Linked DNA regions of Mus musculus: regions 2 and 3 are each linked to region 1. Evidence: chromatin contacts called from public ChIA-PET and promoter capture Hi-C data. All regions are on one chromosome and are shown on one strand. The core of a region is the stretch at or near the end of the contact, and the rest is flanking DNA. Distances in the headings are between cores, read along the strand shown. Region 1 holds the start of E030030I06Rik (RIKEN cDNA E030030I06 gene). Region 2 holds the start of Raet1d (retinoic acid early transcript delta). Region 3 holds the start of C920009B18Rik (RIKEN cDNA C920009B18 gene).

Evidence for each region. ChIA-PET counts read pairs in DNA pulled down with a chosen protein or histone mark. Capture Hi-C pulls out chosen DNA fragments and counts their contacts.
Region 2: a promoter capture Hi-C map of adipose tissue shows a contact between it and region 1. The contact joins the promoter of Raet1d here to the promoter of E030030I06Rik in region 1. A contact is called at or near these places in 1 of 39 promoter capture datasets (embryonic stem cells), 1 of 15 datasets of contacts at CTCF or cohesin (the NIH/3T3 cell line), 9 of 115 datasets of contacts at active chromatin or transcription factors (the 230-238 cell line, bone marrow-derived dendritic cells, embryonic basal ganglia and 4 more) and 6 of 9 other capture datasets (adipose tissue, embryonic stem cells, embryonic tail and 3 more).
Region 3: a contact with region 1 is called in an RNA polymerase II ChIA-PET map of memory CD8 T cells, with 82 read pairs. The contact joins the promoter of C920009B18Rik here to the promoter of E030030I06Rik in region 1. A contact is called at or near these places in 1 of 484 Hi-C or Micro-C datasets (nephron progenitors), 12 of 115 datasets of contacts at active chromatin or transcription factors (the 230-238 cell line, CD8 T cells, the HPC-7 cell line and 8 more) and 3 of 9 other capture datasets (adipose tissue, liver and macrophages).

The regions. Positions count from the first base shown.
Region 1 is chr10:22,147,886-22,150,775 of GRCm38.p6, forward strand. E030030I06Rik (RIKEN cDNA E030030I06 gene) reads right to left here and starts at 1,385. Exons shown (of 2, transcript NM_001254745.1): 1 at 604-1,385. The coding sequence starts at 1,127.
Region 2 is chr10:22,360,488-22,363,377 of GRCm38.p6, forward strand. It overlaps Raet1d (retinoic acid early transcript delta), which reads left to right and starts at 1,407. Exons shown (of 7, transcript NM_020030.2): 1 at 1,407-1,422; 2 at 1,784-1,874; 3 at 2,201-2,318. The coding sequence starts at 2,228.
Region 3 is chr10:22,305,423-22,308,312 of GRCm38.p6, forward strand. It overlaps C920009B18Rik (RIKEN cDNA C920009B18 gene), which reads left to right and starts at 1,360. Exons shown (of 3, transcript NR_015465.3): 1 at 1,360-1,442; 2 at 1,745-1,876. It overlaps Gm26740 (a long non-coding RNA gene), which reads right to left and starts at 960. Exons shown (of 8, transcript XR_003948845.1): 1 at 812-960.

The sequences.
Region 1 (2,890 bases), core at 135-2,634:
GCTTTTTACTTATTTATGTAGTAATTAAAATTAAAATGTAGTAAAAAAAAGTAAAAATGTACTTATAAGTCTAACTATATTGGAGCCGGGCGTGGTGGCGCACGCCTTTAATCCCAGCACTTGGTAGGCAGAGGCAGGCGGATTTCTGAATTCTAGGCCAGCCTGGTCTACAGAGTAAGTTCCAGGACAGCCAGGGATACACAGAGAAACCCTGTCTCGAAAAACAACAACAAACAAACAAACAAACAAAAAACCAAAAAAAAAAAAAAAAACCCCAAAAAACCAAAAGACAAACAAACAGAAAAAAAAAAAAAACCAAAAAACAAAACTAACACCCAGCCCAGGAAGATTCTGTAGACTGAGTCCTAGAGGGCTTGGGGTTGTCTGGTTTTGTCCCTAAAAGACACCCAAAGCCCCCAGACCCCTTGGGGCACGCAGAGCGGTGTGGGAGGGGGAGGGGAGCCACCGCAGGTCTCTTTTTCTGCCTGTCTAGCAGGGTCACCGGTTTTATCTGAGGAAACTCAACTCTTAACTTTAGTTGGGCAACCAGCCGCCCCTTGCCCAGCACATTCCCGGACCCCATAGCCAGGGCTCCAGGCTCACCTGACCACGTAGGGTTGCTCTAAGGTCTCCAGGTGCCTCAGCACCGCCACCTCACGGACGGTGGAGAGCCGCAAGTCCTCCTCACTGGTCTGTACTCGCTGGCGCTTCGGAATCAGGAAGCGGCCGCCATTCTTCAGGTCGGGGGCCTTCGCCGATCTCTGCCAAGCACTCGTACTCTGATCGGCGCCACCCAGGCTGTCCTTCTCCTTGCTGGCTGCAGGCTGTCGGTGCGGCACAGAGGAACCGGGGTGCGTACTCTCTGACTTACACGCCTCGGGGGCCCCCGGGCTAGACGGACCGACCTTCTCGCCCGCGGGCGCAAGCCGGGCGCAGCCGCGAAACTCCGCCCAGCTGAGTCTCCGCGCCCTGCCGCCGCCGCCGGAGATCCCTCCTCTTCCCCCTCCGCAGCGATTACGTAGTCTGCCCACAATCTCTGCACCTAGGAGGAGGAGACCGGAGGACAAGGAGAAAGTGTGATCAGACTGCCCGGGAGACTTCCATCGGGTTCCACCAGCTCCCCTCATTCTCCCCTCTACTCGCCCTGGCTGCCTAATCCGGCCAGGTTTCTCGGAGAAAAACCAAGTTACTTTTCTTCCCCAGCACGGCTCGTGCTGTCTTTGAAAGGAAGAGGTTGCTGGGGCCCCTTGGGGATGAGCGCCGAGCGGGACGCAGCGGGACAAGAGGGGGCGTGCGGAGCAGCCCAGAGTGTGCCCGGAGTGCGGGGGAGGGGGGCGCCGGGCGCATCAGTGTCACGGCTCAATATTTATACCTATATCGTTGTTCTCAGCTGCCCTCCCTGACTCGTCGCGCGGAGTACGGGGCGACCTGGGGGAGTTCGGAACTGGCGTGAAAGCACCGGGGGTTCACCCATGTGGGGTCGCAGAGCGGGGTTGGGGCTCCTAGGACCCTGTAACCCAATGCTGCGAGTATGCGAGTAGGGGTGGTCAGACATCTGCTCGGAGATTGCTTCCTTTCTACTTTCAGTTTTTCTACAGGGAGACATTTGAAAGAGACTCGCTCTCACAAACGGTCTTTGGGGTATGGCAAGCTTAGCGGGAGACGAAATTCTGCCTCCGAATCGCCGAGGACCTCCCTTGTGGAAACTCAGGGAGGACAGACCATCTGGTAGGGGAGGGCTGGGGCTACTAGAGGTGGGAGAGCAAGGGGCCCTGGAAGGGGAGAAGTGTCCTGCTCCCTTTCCCGCGCGCGCGCGTGCACACACACACACACACACACACACACACAAAGATCGCAAGGGTATGGGAAAGGCAGGTCCGTCACACTTTTGCTTGTCCTGTCCTGAAAAGTAACTTCGGGACTTTGCTAGCTAACCGGGACTGGTCCTTAAGTTTTCAACCCGTGCAAAAGCAACCGCCCTTACGACGGTGGGGGTGGGGGCAGTAAACGTAGGTCTCCCGGGTGTGAGAAGGGTTAGGTCTCCCTTGTATCGCGACTTCAGAACCCCCGCCCGGTATCCTTGGCGGCTGAATGTTGGTAGCCAAGACAGTCGCTCTGTTCTCCAAAGGCTGGAGGCTAGGTCCCAGGCGCGGTCGGGCGTCCCATCCCCGTTCTGTTGTTTAGGGAAGACCGAGTGAGCCTTCCCGTCCCACCGCGGCCTTAGTCTGGTCTGGACCTTGTTCCACTACAGCCGCGTATCCGGAAAGGTCCCCATGCGTTTACCTGCCCCGCACCCCTCCTCCCCCGCTCGCTCTTCCGCCTGGAATTAAAGAACACATGGCGCGACCCCCACTGGGTGCGAGCATAGCACCACCTGGACAAGGCAGGGACACCCCAGGCTCCTTTGAAAGCTTTCCTAAAAAGCTGCATAAAGGACCCTCCAGGCCTCTCCCGGGGGTCGAGGGCCACATAGGTAGCGGGAGCAATGGCCTTGGCGCCCCTGTCCAGCCCAGGCTCCCGGAGGGGGCAGCACACGCACACCCAGACCGGAGCGGCGGTCCCTAGCCCCCTCTCCTCCTCCACTTTTGTTGTTGTTGTTGTTGCTTTACCACGCTGGCTAAATGTGACTTGACCCCATTTCAAAAAAGTTTGACATAGTGCTTCAACCTTTCTGCACTCCTCCGCGACTACAAAGGCTGCAGCCGCCTCCTTCTGCTTTCTGTCTCAGCTCTCTGTCTTAGCACTGAATGAAATCCTTCACGAGCTTCTCCGGAAGCCTTGCCAAAGGGTCCCCACCAGCTCAGCGAGGGGAGGCCTGGGGACCGCGACCCGCTCGTGTGCGCAAAGGCAGATGCGCCCGCACAGATAACGCCCACGTCCACAGGACGAA
Region 2 (2,890 bases), core at 157-2,656, 210 kb after region 1:
GAAGGATATTATCATGCGAAATTCTTACACAAAATACACTTAAATCTGAGTAAGGCATCGTTATAGGTGCAGCTCACAGCTGGACCCACAGACCAAATGGCACATAAGCAACTACTTGAACACAGCTGGGAGCACTCTAGCAAGAAGCTCAAAGGACAGAGAAGGTGAGTGACTGTGCTTCATCAGAGTGTTTCCATAGGAGAGACATGCTCACCTCAGTCAGGTAGATCAGCCTCAGCATGGAGGAGGGACAGCTGCTCTGAGTTCCCTGCAGGAAGTCCCCAAGCCAATGTGTGGGGACTACATAGGGGGTCTATCAGACTCAACAGAGGCAGTCATTAGCTGTGGCTCATCCCACACAGGCAAGCTCTGAGCATCTTTACCTGGAATAACCCACAAGTTAGATGGCACCAGTGAATCTTCACCAAAATGTCACCTCTGTCTTGTATATGTACTTATCTAATAATCCACCACACACTCATACCCACACACCCCCATACACACACACAAATGAGAACAGATTCACAAATTTGCTTCCAAGGGCCTGATGTAACATTAGTGGATAAATGCATGGGGCTGATGGTATAGCTGTGGACAAAGGATTTGGAAAGTCAGAAAAGAGGAACTCCTAAGAGAAAAGACACCTCTTTGGAAATGCCTCCAGAGGGAGTTCTAGGACATGTGGGTTTCAGATCTGGGTCTCTGACATGGTTACCAACACAGACAGCTGGGGCTAGTAAATGACCCTGTGTCTTAAAGCAACATGCATGGAACCTGTGGATACACACACACGCACACACACACACACACACACACACACACACACACACACACACGGTTAATCTCTGCCCTGTAAGCACACACACACACACACACACACACACACACACACACACACCTTTGCAAATATACAGTGCAGCTGTAAAACAGACTGGGGAAAAAAAAAGTGACTCCCACATGATCTGCCAGGGACCTGGACTTTCCCTATGCAGAAGCCTGTTCTACAACAGAAAGAAAAAGATTCAGTTATTTTTATCTCCATTGCATGAGTTTTTTTTTCTCTGTGTTTCTACACCATGTGTATGCAGTGTGTGCAGAGGTCAGAAACCTGCCTGGAATCCCCTGGAGCAGCAGTCACAGAAGGTTGTGAGCTGCTCGGTGAGTGCAGGAAATCCAACCTGGGTCCCAAAAGGGCAGTGTGTGCTCTTAACCTCTGAGCATCTTTTCAGGCCCCAGAAGAAGCTTCTAATTGGAAGAAAACTGCGACTGCAGAACTTTTCACGAGGTCTTAGATTCCCCTAGGACAGAGCTAAACAGAAAAGCACCAGCATTCGCTGGCGCGAGGGGGAAGAGGGGGTGGGGTTAGACGGAAGGGGCGGGGTTGGGAGGAAGCGGGAGGGTTTGGAGGGAAGAGGGGTGGCGGTGAGCAGAGCTATTGCGGAGGGTGAGGGTAACGGGATGGGGAGAAGGGACTAAGGAGAGTTGGGGGTGGGAAAGCAGTGGGACAACAAATATTTGAGGGTACAAAAGACGTGAGAGGGTGATAGGGAAGGGACAAAATTTCTCTGAGGGAGGAGAAATGAGACAGAGACGGGAAGCACAGAGGGAAGTGAGGAACAGCTGCCTGGGGATCCCAGGCCATCCTAGAAGGATGGTCCAGAGGAGACTGACTTGAAACTAGAGAAGAATCAGGGGAAGTGGCTAGAGCAAAGATTTGTTAACTCCTCTAGGTACTCAAGGCTGTGGGTGTGGCCCCGCATAAATGTTTCAACTCTTGTTGCAGATTTCAGAGGCTGCAGTTCAAGACACCAACTTTTTTCTTTCTTCACCTTTCCTGACACTATTGCCAATAGTCCCTGAGGGCCCAGCTGTTGGTGAGTGAGATGAAGAAGGGACCGCGGGTGGGGCACGGGAGCCTAGTACAACTCTGTCCTCAGGATTTTTAGTTGGTTAGTAGTCAGGTTCCTAGCTGCAACCTCAGTTTGACCCAGTGTGAGAGGGGCCAAGATTTGCAGAGAGGGAGTTTCCAAGCCACAAGGCACAGGAGTGATCCCCTAAGAAATTTAAGGAAAAGTGGATTGGGGAGATGCAGGGTCAGAGCAGAGAAGGCCCTAATTCACAGCCAGGTGCCTGGAACTCTTGCTTTAGTCTGCACTGGGGCTACAGCAGGGGCATGCTAACTTCCCCATTCTCCCTGCAGCCACAGTCACATCTGTCAGAAGAAACCATGGCCAAGGCAGCAGTGACCAAGCGCCATCATTTTATGATTCAGAAGCTGTTAATTCTACTGAGCTATGGATACACCAACGGGCTAGATGGTGAGTTCCCTGGGCCTATATGGTCCAGGGTTGCTGCAAGGAACAGGAAACTGGCTTAAGTCAGTTCCCAGGCCTGGGGTACCAAAAACTCCAGGGTTTCCCACTCTTCAGTCCAGCACCACAGCAACTGGGAACTCTGGCTTTCCATGACCCAGGCTTCAGTGGATTGAAGAGATAAGGGAAAAGTTACAGTGTGGGGGAGGGGCAGGAATGAAGAACCAACAGGGCAGGAGGGTGTACCTGGTGATGCCCTCAGAATCATCTGGGTCTATAGGAAGCCTAAAACCCAGTGACTAGGATTGGGTGTGTTGGGAGCAGTGCAAGACCAGGAGACAGTCTTGGACCTAAGGCAGGCTGTGCTAGAGACTGCCTTCCCAAGGGATTCCTCACAAGCCTTCTGCCATTCACGAAACTCTTTGCAATTGACCTTTCTTCTCACTTTCCCATGGTATTTGTCCAGGAGATCACAACAGATGCTTCCAGGAACAAGGAAGCCTCCCCACCCCTCCTCCTTTTTCTTAGTCATTTTTTAATTGGATTTTTTTTTTTTTACATTTTAAGTGTTATCACCT
Region 3 (2,890 bases), core at 110-2,609, 160 kb after region 1:
GAGTTCCCTGCAGGAAGTCCCCAAGCCAATGTGTGGGGACTACATAGGGGGTCTGTCAGACTCAACAGAGGCTGTCATTAGCTGTGGCTCATCCCACACAGGCAAGCACTGAGCATCCCAAGTTCTTTACCTGGAATTACCCACAGTTGGATGGCACCAGTGAATCTTCACCCAGAGTTAATCTCTGTCCTATATATTTACACATCCAACACCCCACTACAGATAGACAGACAGACAGACAGACAGACAGACAGACAGACAGGCACATTTCTCTCTCTCTCTCTCTCTCTCTCTCTCTCTCTCTCTCTCTCTCTCTCTCTCTCTCACACACACACACACACACACACACACACACACACACACACACCCCTTAACAAACATACAGTTCACAGCCAAAAGCACACTAAAAAGGCCTGATTCACACATGTTCTGTCAAGGATTTGTACGTTTCTCCGGCAGAAGACTGTTCTGCAACAGAAAGAAAAATTTCCTTCATTTTTGACTGATGTACATGAGTGTTTTTCCTGTGTATGACTACATCATGTTTGTGCAGTGCCCATGACAACCAGAAGCCTGAATCTAATTCCCTGGAGCTACAGTTACAGACAGTTATTATTACCCAGGCATTGTGGCACATACTTTGAACCCCAGCACTCTAGCGACACAGGCAGTGAATCTCTGGTTTCTTGGCCAGCCTGATCTACAGAGCAAGTCCCAGAACAGCCAGGGCTACACAGAGAAACCAAACAAAAGAGAAGAAAACCTGAGGGTGGGCGCTGTTGTAGGTGCATTGGGAATCTGATCTGGGTACCTGAAAGGAGTTGCAGGTCCTCTCAACCTCTGAGTATCTCTTCAGGCCCCAGAAGACAATTTAAGTGCAAAAAAGTTTTTGATTGCAGAACTTTCTACAAGGTCTATGGTTCTAGTGTCACAGAGCTAAGGGGAAAACCTCAATCTTCCTTCCCGACAAGCGAGTAATTGTCTTCAAGAGAGACTAGAAGGAAGGAAATGGGGCTGTGAAGGGAGCCTGCCTATGAGGGGAGGGCAAGAGTGGCAAGCAATGGGGCAGGAAAGAATCCGTGAGTCTGTGCCAGGGGGTGATGAAGAAGGGACTTGGAGGGGCAAAGAAAGAGTCTGAGATGGAGAAGAAAAGAGGAAGTGAGGGAGAGGAGTCTGAAGGACTGAGGGAAACAGGGCGTGTCTCAAGCTAGGGGAAACTCCTACAGGCAATATTCAGGGCCACCTACTTTGATGAGCTCATGCTAAGTGAGGACCTCCCAGAAGTGACGCTGTGCATGGGGCCTGGCACCGGATGGGGACTGGCCTGGTATAAATTTCTCTCACTCTCTGGTTGCAGGCCTCAGCAAATCAAGGTGAAGGCACCCACTTCATCCTCTGTTTCTTTACTCTGTTCCCAAGGGACTCTAAAGGCCCAGCTGCTGGTGAGTGAGATGAAGGGACGGTGGGGTGTGGGAGCCCTACAAAACAGTCACCACCCCCAGAAACCCTGGAGTGACATGGGCCTTGGTCCCTGGAAGGGATGATCAGAGCATCAGGTTCCTAGAGAGATTCCCTGAGACCAATAGGAAAAGATGGAGCAAACATACATATAGTTCACAGCCTAATCCACAGCCTGGATTTTCTTCAGAATTCTCTGAGCAGTGTCCTCTGCCTGCTGGGAGTGTGTGTGTGTGTGTGTGGGGGGGGGGGGTTGGTACTGTGGAATCCCCCATTCTCTCTGCAGCTCCAGTCACACCATAGGCAAGCAGGGTCTGAGGGAAGACCATGGCAAAGGGAGCCACCAGCAAGAGCAACCATTGCCTGATTCTGAGCCTTTTCATTCTGCTGAGCTATCTGGGGACCATACTGGCAGATGGTGAGTACTCAGGGTCTACAGGGAGGGGGTTGAGTAACAGAACATGGACCTAGTTTAAGTCAGGAAGCTCACATCTGGGCTACAGGGAAGCTGCTAGAATTCTCTTTCTTTCCTTCAGTGACTTGGCACCTTGGCTCTCCATAGTTCCACACCACCCGGTCTTCAGTGGTTTGAAGAAGGAAGTCATGAAAAAGTTATGGCAGGGATGGTGTGGGAGGAATTACATGGATAAATTGCACAGCCGGCAGAAACAAGCATCTGGTGATGCCCCCGACACCTGGTGTCTGCAGGGAGATTAAACCAGTCACCAGACTGGATATACTGGGGACAATGCTAGAATGTAAGGCAGGCTATGCTCTGAAGACTTCCTTCTCCTTGGATTCCTCCCAAGCCCCACACAGGGACTTCTTTGTCCTTGAACTTTCTTTCCCACCATCCTGTGGTACTTCTAGCAGGTCACAACAGGTACTTTGAGGGACAAGGTAGCCACACCACCCACTTTCTCACTTTTACTCCCTACACCCCTGTTTTTTTCATCTCCTCCTTTCGTTTCGATGTTTTGTTTTTAGGCAAGGCCTCACACTACCACTCTCACTGTAGAATCAGAAACAATCCCTTGTCTCTTGTGTTCAACCAAATGCTGGGATTACAGGTGTGTGCCACCAGGCTCAGCTTCAGTGTCTGTGTGACTCTTCAGCCACCAGCCTGCTCTCCCTTCCCTACCTTTCTAGCCTTCCTCACTTTTCTATCCACTGAGTGTCTTTTAGACCCTCATGTAGCAGACGGCAATCTCCTGCCCAAAGACCACTCATTAGGAGCTGAAACACCTTGTCCTCTGGAGGCCCCTGGCAATGATTCTGGATGGGGACCTATGGAAACCTCTGCCCTTGTTCCCAGGCCCCATGTAATCTACCTCCTGGCTAGATAGCATCAGATAATGGTGTTCATTAGGCAGGAGTGGCTTCTTTAGTTCTGTAAACGTCAACACTAAGTTTTTATTCAGTCTGGTGGGCC